2 separate regions of the Oryctolagus cuniculus genome follow, and region 2 is linked to region 1. The links are chromatin contacts, called in public Micro-C maps. All regions are on one chromosome and are shown on one strand. The core of a region is the stretch at or near the end of the contact, and the rest is flanking DNA. Distances in the headings are between cores, read along the strand shown.

Region 1 (4,713 bases), core at 831-3,330:
CAGATGCTTTAACATATGTTTATTAAGTGCCACAGAGTTTAAAATATTAGGACATTTAATGTTTATTTCTAAAACAGGGAAAATGCAGTGTATTGTTTAGGAGCCTGGACTCTGGAACCAGACCAACTAGGCCAGAGGTCACTCAGCCTGCCGCCTGTTTGTGCATAGTCAGCAAGCTAAGAATGATTTTGACATTGTTAAATAGTTGAAAAAAATCAAAAGAAGAATATTCAGTGACATATGAAAATAATATAGATTTAAAATTTCAGGGCCTACCAAAAGTTTTATCGGAACACAGACATGCCTGTTTGATGGCTGCTTTCATGCTACAACAGAGTAGAGAAGGGTGATACTGTGTGGATGCAAAACCAAAAGTACTTACTGTTGGTTCCCTACAGGCCCTGTAATCTAACTTCAGATCCCAGCTTTGTGATTTATTAGTATAACCGGGGGTAAGTCACTGAACCTCTCAGTTTCCACATCTGTAACACAGAGACCACAATTATTGTTATTACTAGTAGTTATTACGAGGACTAAATAAATCAACACTTCCAATTTATGAGGACTAAAAAAATCCATGTTTGCAATGTCTGGCACATGGTAAATACAACATAAGTGTCTAAAAATTGGAGGAATTTAACCTGTTATGCTTGAATCAAACATTAAAGAAGAATTAAAAATTATTTTTATTTCATAAAAATTACTACTTATGGAGCTAGCACTGTGGCGTAATAAGCTAAGCCTCCATCCGCAGTGCCAGCATCCCATGGGTGCCGGTTCATATCCTGGTTGCTCCTTTCCAACCCAGTTCTCTGCTTATGCCTTGGGAAAGCAGCAGAAGATGGCTTGAGTGCTTGGGCCACTGCACCTGCGTGGGAGACCTGGAAGAAGCTCCTGGCTTCTGGCTTTGGATCAGCGCAGAGGCCACTTGGGGAGTGAACCAGCAGATGGAAGACCTTTATCTTTGTCTCTTCCTCTCTCTGTAATTCTGCCTCTCAAATAAATAAATAAAAAATAAGAAAAATTACTACTTTTATGAATAAGAACGTAAAGATGAGCTTGAATTAACAAATCTAGAACTTCAGTAAAATAAACAAACACTAAACAGTCAAGTAACCCTAACCACTGTTCCCAGCAAGTCTGGGAGTGCGGACCAGGTTCTGGGAATTCTCTGGTCTCGCAGACCAGAGCACTTCAGAGTATGGGATGAGCATTTGGCCCAGGTTAAGATGCCTGTGTCCCCATCAGAGTGCCTGGGCTCTATTTTTGATTCTGGCTCCTGACTCCAGCTTCCTGCTGATGAGGACCCCAGGAGGCAGTGGTGATGGCTCCAGTGGTTGCTGTCTAAGTGGGAGATCTGGATTGGGTCCTGGTTCTGGGCTTCAGTCCCAGGCTTCAGCCAGGCATCTGGGGGAGTGAACTAGCCGATGGGAGTTCTGTTCGTCTTTCTGCCTCTCATATAAAAAAAAAAAAAAAAACTCTCTAGAATTTATGCAACAAGGCTCCCCTAAAATTTGGAAACAGTGTTGTATAATGGGTAGGTAGCTGGAGTTATGAGTGGATTGAATTTTGATTTTCTAGATGTCTGATTTTGGGCAAGTCTTATCTGTGAGTGGGTTTGTTAATACCTGCTTTATACAGTGTTTACACCTGCCTGTTAGCAAGCATTCCATAAACCCTCTCCGGTCGCCTCGATGTTCTGACATTTTACCATATCATGTGCTTTCAGCTTTGGTCTCTGCAGGAGATCCCCCTTTTTAAAGTCTATTTTAAAAACAAATGTCAGTTTATAAGACACTCGGGATCTTCCCAGTGAGGGCAACCTGACACACAAGGGCTAGGGCTCCTTGTCTCCCGGAGAATGGGGGAGCGGGATCAGGGCACGGGGAAGTCAGGGAGAGAAGGTAAGGAGAAATGTTGCGGGCTCTCTCCCTCGAGGCACCAGAGCGTCTATTATCCCGGGTATGAAGTTACACTCCAGGCTCTCGGGCTGGGGAAAGGCGGGGGGCTCTGAGGCACACAAGCCTGGCCCAGGACGCCACCTGCTGTCCACCTGCCTCCTCTCGGGGTCCCCGGGCTGGGCTGGTACTTGGGTCTCGCGGGCACTAACCCGCCCTTGCTCATCTTCTCCCCGCAACCCTGAACCCCTCGTGTCCCTCACCTTCCTGGTCTTGGAGTCAGGGGGGACAGCAGGGCTTGTTTCCCAGGAAGCAACCTTGACATTGACACCAGAGCAGAATCTCCGGCAGACGGTGAAGCCTGAGGCGGGGTTCGTATTCCGTGGTTAAAAGCTTCTCTTGCACACGTTGGTGCAGAGGGGGTCCGGCCACCTTGGTGACCTTGACCAACGATGAGGGAGGAAGGCGGGGAGAGGAGCAACCCGCCGCGCCTTCCCAGGACGCGCCCAGCCGGAGGGCTCGGGATGCGCTGCACCCTATTTTAGTCTCGGGAATTCGTCATCATCCAGGGCTGTTTCCCGTGGCGGGGGGTGGGTGGGTGGGTGGGCTAGGTCTCAGTGACGCTGCCCCTAAGGGGACAATTTGGAAGGAAGGCAGGGCTAGGAGTCTGAAGAAGGCCCTAGATCTGACCCCCAAAGCCCCTGGTGTTAGGACCTTTTTCTCACTTGGGCTCGGGAAGATGAGCCAGCCCCATTTTAGCGGGGGAAACTGAGGCTTAGAATCACGATGCGCCCTCAGAGAAGAGCTAAGCCCGGGATTCCGCGCCGTCGGCTTGCCCCCTAAGCCCAGGAGACCTCTCAGTTCTCTTTGAGCATTCCTTCTAAAAAATTCCTAGCGTCCGCGACCCCTTGGAACGCTCGCGGAGCCTACTCGCCAAGACTTCCCCTTTAAGGCGCTCCTACCCCTTTAAGACTCACGGCTCCTCCCGTCACGCGGCGTCGCAGTCTTAAGGCCACGCCTCCTCTATCGGCTTCCGCAGGGCCTCGACGGGAGCGCGGCGGTCACGTCCCCTTTAAGACTGAGCCCCGCCTCCGACTCTCCGCCCCCTCCGCTCCCCTCCCCCAAGTCCGCACCAGGTGCCCCGGCGGGTCGTGCGGCGCGGCGCGCGGCGGTGAGCTCTTGGCCCCAAAGGGTCGCGAGGACAAGTGCCCCAGCTTCTCCCCGGTTCCTGCGGTGGCCTCGCGGGTCCCGGGGGAGGGGCTGGAGCAGCCACCGCGGAGTGGGAGACGGGGTGGTCGGGGGCGCGAGCGAGGTGGGCTGGGACCGGGCCGAGCGGGGGGAGGGGCTCAGGTGATTTGGGGGAACTGGATGGCGCCCCGCAGCGCTCACGGGACGCTGGGGGCGCGGGGGTCGGGGTGGACGGCCCGGCGGCGCCCTCCCTGCTGCTTGCCCCGCCAGTGTCCCTGTCTAGCCCGCTCAGTGAGGCGTGCCTCGTATCCCCCTGGGGTCCGCGCCCCTTTGTGGGGGGCGGCTGTTGGCCGGCTCCGCAGCTGAGACCACAGCCGCGGGAGCCGCTGGCGGGTGCCGGCTCTGCTCGGACGGCCGGCAGAGGTGGGGGGCCCAGCGGCCGGCACAGGGGCAGAGGGTGGCCAGCGGCCGGCAGCCTGGCCCGGGTGGGACAGATGTCCGTCACCTCCCTCAGCACCGGGCTGGGGAAGGGGCTGGCTTCGGGACCTCACTTCCAGACCTGTGTCCATCAGGGGGCTGGCGGTCACCATGGCGATGCGGGAGCTGGTGGAGGCCGAGTGCGGGGGTGCCAACCCGCTCATGAAGCTGGCCGGGCACTTCACGCAGGACAAGGCCCTTCGGCAGGAGGGCCTGAGGCCTGGGCCCTGGCCCCCGGGAGCCCCCGCCGCAGAGGTGCGTGGCCGCGGACGAGCGGGAGGTTCCTGTTGGGGCCCCCTTGGGAGAGCTGCTTTCTCTATTGTGTTGCAGATAGTAGTAGTTAGCAGTTAATGAGCGCTGACTAAGCGCCGTGCATCTTTATGTAGATAAAGGCGACCATTTTATGGATGAAGAAACTGAGTCCCTGGGAAGGCTCTGGACTTGCCCAAGGTCATGTAAATGGCTGTGGCCTTCGTCTGAATCCTAACGCTTTTCTCTCTCCTTGTCTTAGGTCTCCAAACCTTTAGGAGTAGCCTCTGAAGATGAGGTACACGTATTAGTTTTTTTTCTATCCTATTTTTTTTTCTTACCTTTAAACTTCACCCGTGTTTTGGTCTTTGGACTCTACTGATCGCGTGACATTTGTCTGCTTTTTCATTCTTTGTGTTTCTTAAAGCTAATGAAAGAACGTTTCTCTTTATTGGATGTGCGGTTTGCTTCCCTTGTCTGCTGTCCGACATCAGTGTCCCTTCCCAGCGGGCCCTGCTGGTTGTCGGGGGCCCCCTGACTCTTTGGGTGCGTGTCCCCATCTTTCTTGATAGCTGGTGGCCGAATTCCTGCATGACCAGCATGCGCCGCTTGTGTCCCGCGCGCCTCAGACCTTCAAGATGGACGACCTCCTGGCCGAGATGCAGGAGATTGAACAGTCCAGCTTCCGCCAGGCTCCCCAGAGAGGTGGGTGCAGCGTCCCCGGAGCTCGTGCCTGGGGACCTGCGATGCAGGAGGAGTCGGAGGAAGCCGGTTTTCCTCTTAGGTGGGATGACGTGAAGTGTAGTGAGTTATTTTCCTTCCTTAGGGCCTGTGTCTCTGTCTTTTCAGCCCCTGGTGTGGCAGACTTGGCGTTATCTGAGAACTGGGCCCAGGAGTTTCT
Region 2 (4,638 bases), core at 1,749-4,248, 140 kb before region 1:
AGGTTCCAACACCCAGGAGCAGCAAAACCTTTGTACGGGAGACACTGAGAGCCAAAATGCACTCCTTCCATGCATATGTCAGCTCATCAATTTACATGTACCCACGCCTGAAACACAATCTGCCAGCCACGTGAGGACACAACGGGAAGCCCCAAGTTGATCTCACAGTGAGAAATACTGAGCTACGGACAGCAAAAGTGTATACGAGGCCGGTGCTGCAGCTCAATAGGCTAATCCTCCGCCTAGCGGCGCCGACACACAGGGTTCTAGTCCCGGTTGGGGTGCCGGATTCTGTCCCGGTTGCCCCTCTTCCAGGCCAGCTCTCTGCTGTGGCCGGGAGTGCAGTGGAGGATGGCCCAAGTGCTTGGGCCCTGCACCCCATGGGAGACCAGGATAAGTACCTGGCTCCTGGCTTCAGATCAGCGCGGTGCGCGGGCCACAGCGCGCCAGCCGTGGCGGCCATTGGAGGGTGAACCAACGGCAAAAGGAAGACCTTTCTCTCTGTCTCTCTCACTGTCCACTCTGCCTGTCAAAAAAAAAAAAAAAAAAAAAAAAGTGTATACGAAACGGGAAAAGAGGATACGGGAAACAGGGAAAACAGGCAAGGGGGCTCAGGAGTGTGGCAGGTGTAAGAGACTAGTGTTTACTACTTTGCTGATTGGTGGTAGTCTGGACAAAACCATTTCCTAGTCAGCCGAATGCGCCAGACAGTACACAGTAGCCCACAACAGCCCAGCAGGCGTGCACACAAAAGATAAAGATAAATTCCAAGTCCTACTTCCATTTAACAAGGTTGCTCCTGATAATTTGCTGCTGCTCCTGTCACAGTCTCAATTTATAGTTGAGAAATCAACCATGGGCTTCCTAACTATCAGATGTCAACTCTCTTAATCACCAACTACAATTCCAACAAATACCTGGGTCAGAAGCAAGAGCAGGAAGTTCAAAGTTAGTGTGGCACAAAGAACCCTCTAGTGGGGTGCTGACACATTTGGGTCATGCCTGGGTGACATTGAGCAAACTGCATAACTTAAGGTCCTTCCCACCTCTAACACCTTACAGTTTTAGAGAGCTAAAGAGAGCGGAAGATCATCCTTGTTTGATATGTAACAGACAAATAACAGCGACATTAGGCAAGCTTGTTTAAATATGAATTAATGCCTCTCCCATTATCTAGATGGGGTAACACCCTTTGGTGATATGATATGTCAAGGTCTCCACTGACTGCTGGAGAAATGCCAGACTTCCTTCTGGCATGGAAGGCTTTCCACATTTGCCCAACTTTATCTAACACTTCATACATTCAGATGTCCAACGCTCCGCTCCGGCCCTTCTGGTTTCCTTATCACCACTTTACCTCTTGCTTAATTCTTCGCCACCACCCACTCTCCTAGCCAAAGTTCTGTAACCTTCATGAAACCTTCCAAACTAAAGTTCTACAACCTTCTTACAGACTTCCCACTGCTCAAATTATTTCGTCTATCGGTCTCAGCTCTTCAGCTCTGCATTCCTACAGGACTAACTTACCTAGTGGTCGGCATTGTCTTCATTCACAGATAAGAAAATTGGGCCCAGGGAGGCTAAGCTATGAGAAGCAGCAGCTACACCGGATCTCATTCGCTTACCTTCAAAGCCCACACTTCTTTTCATTGTACCAAGCTGCTTCACATATTAAAAAACTATAAGGGGAGGATGTGGTTAAAAAAAGTCTATAAACCAGTTTTAAAACCGCTTGTTGTGACATAAACTCAGATACACCACATCCTTTGAACCATTCCGGTAATAAACGCTTGGAGTAGCATGGATAGTTTTTAAGGGGGTTGTTAGTCCTGTTTCCCAAGCCAAGCATTAAAAAGATAATTCAGAGTAAATGACAGGTGGGTGGCTACCGGGGGAGAGGGGTGGCAATATGGCATAAGAAAATACTAGAAACGGGACGGGAAAGAGATGAAAGTGTAATATAAAATCATCAGAATGTGCAAGTATGGACTATGAGGCTGGGGAAGGAGTGAAGTACCGAAGTTGAGGGGCCTACATCTAGCCTTGGTAAGACACGCGCTTGTGTCCGGGGTGTCAATACACTGGCAGGAGGACACATGGCCAGAGACAGGAACTCCGGGGGGCTGCCAGCAAGTGCAGGTCGTGGGGCCCAGGGTGGGGCACGGCACCCTGGGTGGCCGTGGGCGCCGTCCGAGGGGCCAGAGGGCGCGGCGGGGGGCGAAGGTGAAGCGGCTCGGAGGGCACGGCGCGCCCAGACCCCAGACAGGACTTCTGTCTGCCCCTCAACAGCTGGCTGGCGTGCTTCAGGGTTCACACCCGCACTCCCCAAAGCCCTCCTGGGGTGGCTCCGGCAAGACCCTGGGGTCCTGCCCCTTCGCCTCCTCTATTCCCCGGGACTCTGCGAGGGGGCAGGGGGAAGCCGGAGGGTCCTTACCCAGAAAGATGGAGATGATGAGCCGCAGCGCCTGTTCTGACGCGCCCAGGGACGTCGCCAACTTGTTAAGGCTCAGCTCCTCGAAACCCGACCGCAGCTCCCTCATCGGCTCCACCACCGTCCCCACGTCCCCCTCCGCTGCGGACGCCATCTTAACTGCGGGCGCCCCCCGGGGACCCCCAGCTCCGCGCGCCCCGAATGTGGGCAAGACGCTGTGGCTTCACCCCCAATTCCGGCCCGGGGCCCGCCCACGGCGTGCGCATTGGCTGCAGGTCCGCCCAGCGCCGCCAGACCCACCCGGTGATTGGTCGAGGCGTGCAGGGGGCGGGGCCTAGCGCGGTAAGGTAGGAAGAGGGCGGGCCCGAACGTTTGTAAGGCAAAGGTGACTCCTGGCGAGAGGGAACGCCGGCCGGCGAGGGCGGGGCGGGGCGTGGAGCCGCGACCCAGGGCGGCGATTGGAAAAGTCCGAGGCCCGCGGCGCGCTGACGGTGCCGCTCGGATCTAACTGCTCGGGGGAGGAGTCCGCGAGGGCAAGTGTCCGGCCGGCTCGCTCGCTGCCTTCCCATTGGCTGAGACGGGAGCAGGCGAGAGTCGGGGCGGGGAGGGGGCCGTCACCCGACCGCGAGGTTACTGTCGGTCGCCGGCGCGCTGGGGTTACTGGGGCATGTAACGGGGAGGCGGGAATTCCTGCTGCAGCCCCTCGAGCGCCCCCTAACGGCGCTTCCCGGCCGTTCTTCGGTTCCGGAGCCGTTAGGCGAGCCGCCGCCACTGCCCAAGGCTGTGCGGGGAGAGCCGGGTGCTCCGGCAGCACCTTCTTATTTTTTATCCCACGGATCCTTTCCCTCATGCAGTTTCCTGTAGTAAAACGTGACCTTCCTGTAGGAGGCGATGAAATCTAAACATGCCGAACGGGCACCTGTTAATTAAAAATTAAACTAGTGCTGTCACTGAGTTATACATATGCTATAGTGTTCCAACGGCGCTGACGCGTAAGGCAGAGCCCTTTCTTTGCACCTGCCTCCCATTCTCGCTTCCAACAGGTAATCCCTTGTTAAGGCTTAAAAAAAAAAAAAGTGTGTTGCACTTAGCATGTGTCAGGACCTGTGCTGGGTTTGTGAGCATCATCGTGAGCCCGAAGCCCAGGCGTGGGGATGACGCACAATTAATAGCATCAATGACCATGTAATTGGCCGTGAAGGCGAGCACTCTGCAGGACAGGATCAAGGTTCCATGAGCGTCTGAGACAAAGGAACTCTTGTAATAACTGGAATTTGCAGGGCATTCTTGGACAATTACAGCTCGTGCTTTTTTAGCCCTTTGCACTTTTTACCTACTAGGGCACTTAATGTGTCTGTGCAGCAGGGTGTTTGTTATTACCGTGTCCTCTTAGAGAAACGGATGCTTGGAGAAGCTCAAGACCTTGCTCCGTTCATTTCCCAGCCTGCGGCAGAGAGAGAATTTAAACTTAGGTCTGTCGATTCTTCCCAGTCACCTTTTTACAGGGGAGGAAGTATGTCATTTGTTTAGAAAAGTATTTAGTGGGACCAGCAGTGTGGTGCAGCAGGTTAACACCCTGGCCTGAAGCACTGGCATCCCATATGGGCACCAGTTCAAGACCCAGCTGCTGCTCCACTTATGATCCAGCTCTCTGCTGTGGCCTGGGAAAGCAGTGCAAGATGGCCCAAGCGCTTGGGGCCCTGCACCCGCATGAGAAACTCCAAGGAAGCTCCTGGCTCTTGACTTCAGATTGGCCCAGCCCCAACCATTGTGGCCATTAAATGAATGAACCAGCGGATGGAGGACCTCTCTCTCTGTCTCTGCCTCTGTAACTCTACCTCTCAAGTAAATAAATAAATGTGGTTTTTTGTGTGTGTTTTTATTTTTAAAAAATTCTTCTGGAAAAGTGCCCTTGTTGAATGAGAGGAATGAGCAGAAGCAGTGTCACAGGAGAGAGGCCTCTGGTGAGGTGTTCACAGAGGGTTTTCTGCTAAAACTTTGGCTTTGACTTTATTGTCCCTCCAAAAAGTCACAAAGCAAAATGTCTTGGACATCTCCCCAGATTGTTGCCATGGCCTTTGCTCTTGCCCAGTCTGTTTTCACCTTGACTGGCCATTTCTACGTCTTGGTAGCCATTGCTTTGATCATGCTTTGTCTTCAGGATTGTACTGGTAAATCCTTGTTTCATCTCCTGTTATAACTTCTTC

Evidence for each region. Hi-C and Micro-C count contacts between places; a contact is called where the count stands out from the background.
Region 2: a Micro-C map of ear pinna shows a contact between it and region 1, with 4 times the contacts expected there. The contact joins the promoter of LPCAT3 here to the promoter of PEX5 in region 1. A contact is called at or near these places in 2 of 6 Hi-C or Micro-C datasets (ear pinna and an unstated tissue).

What each region holds. Positions count from the first base shown.
Region 1 is chr9:102,374,500-102,379,212 of mOryCun1.1, reverse strand. PEX5 (peroxisomal biogenesis factor 5) reads left to right here and starts at 2,080. Exons shown (of 15, transcript XM_070049300.1): 1 at 2,080-2,269; 2 at 3,659-3,818; 3 at 4,075-4,110; 4 at 4,385-4,517; 5 at 4,662-4,713. The coding sequence starts at 3,675.
Region 2 is chr9:102,519,287-102,523,924 of mOryCun1.1, reverse strand. LPCAT3 (lysophosphatidylcholine acyltransferase 3) reads right to left here and starts at 2,998. Exons shown (of 13, transcript XM_002712747.5): 1 at 2,435-2,998. The coding sequence starts at 2,585.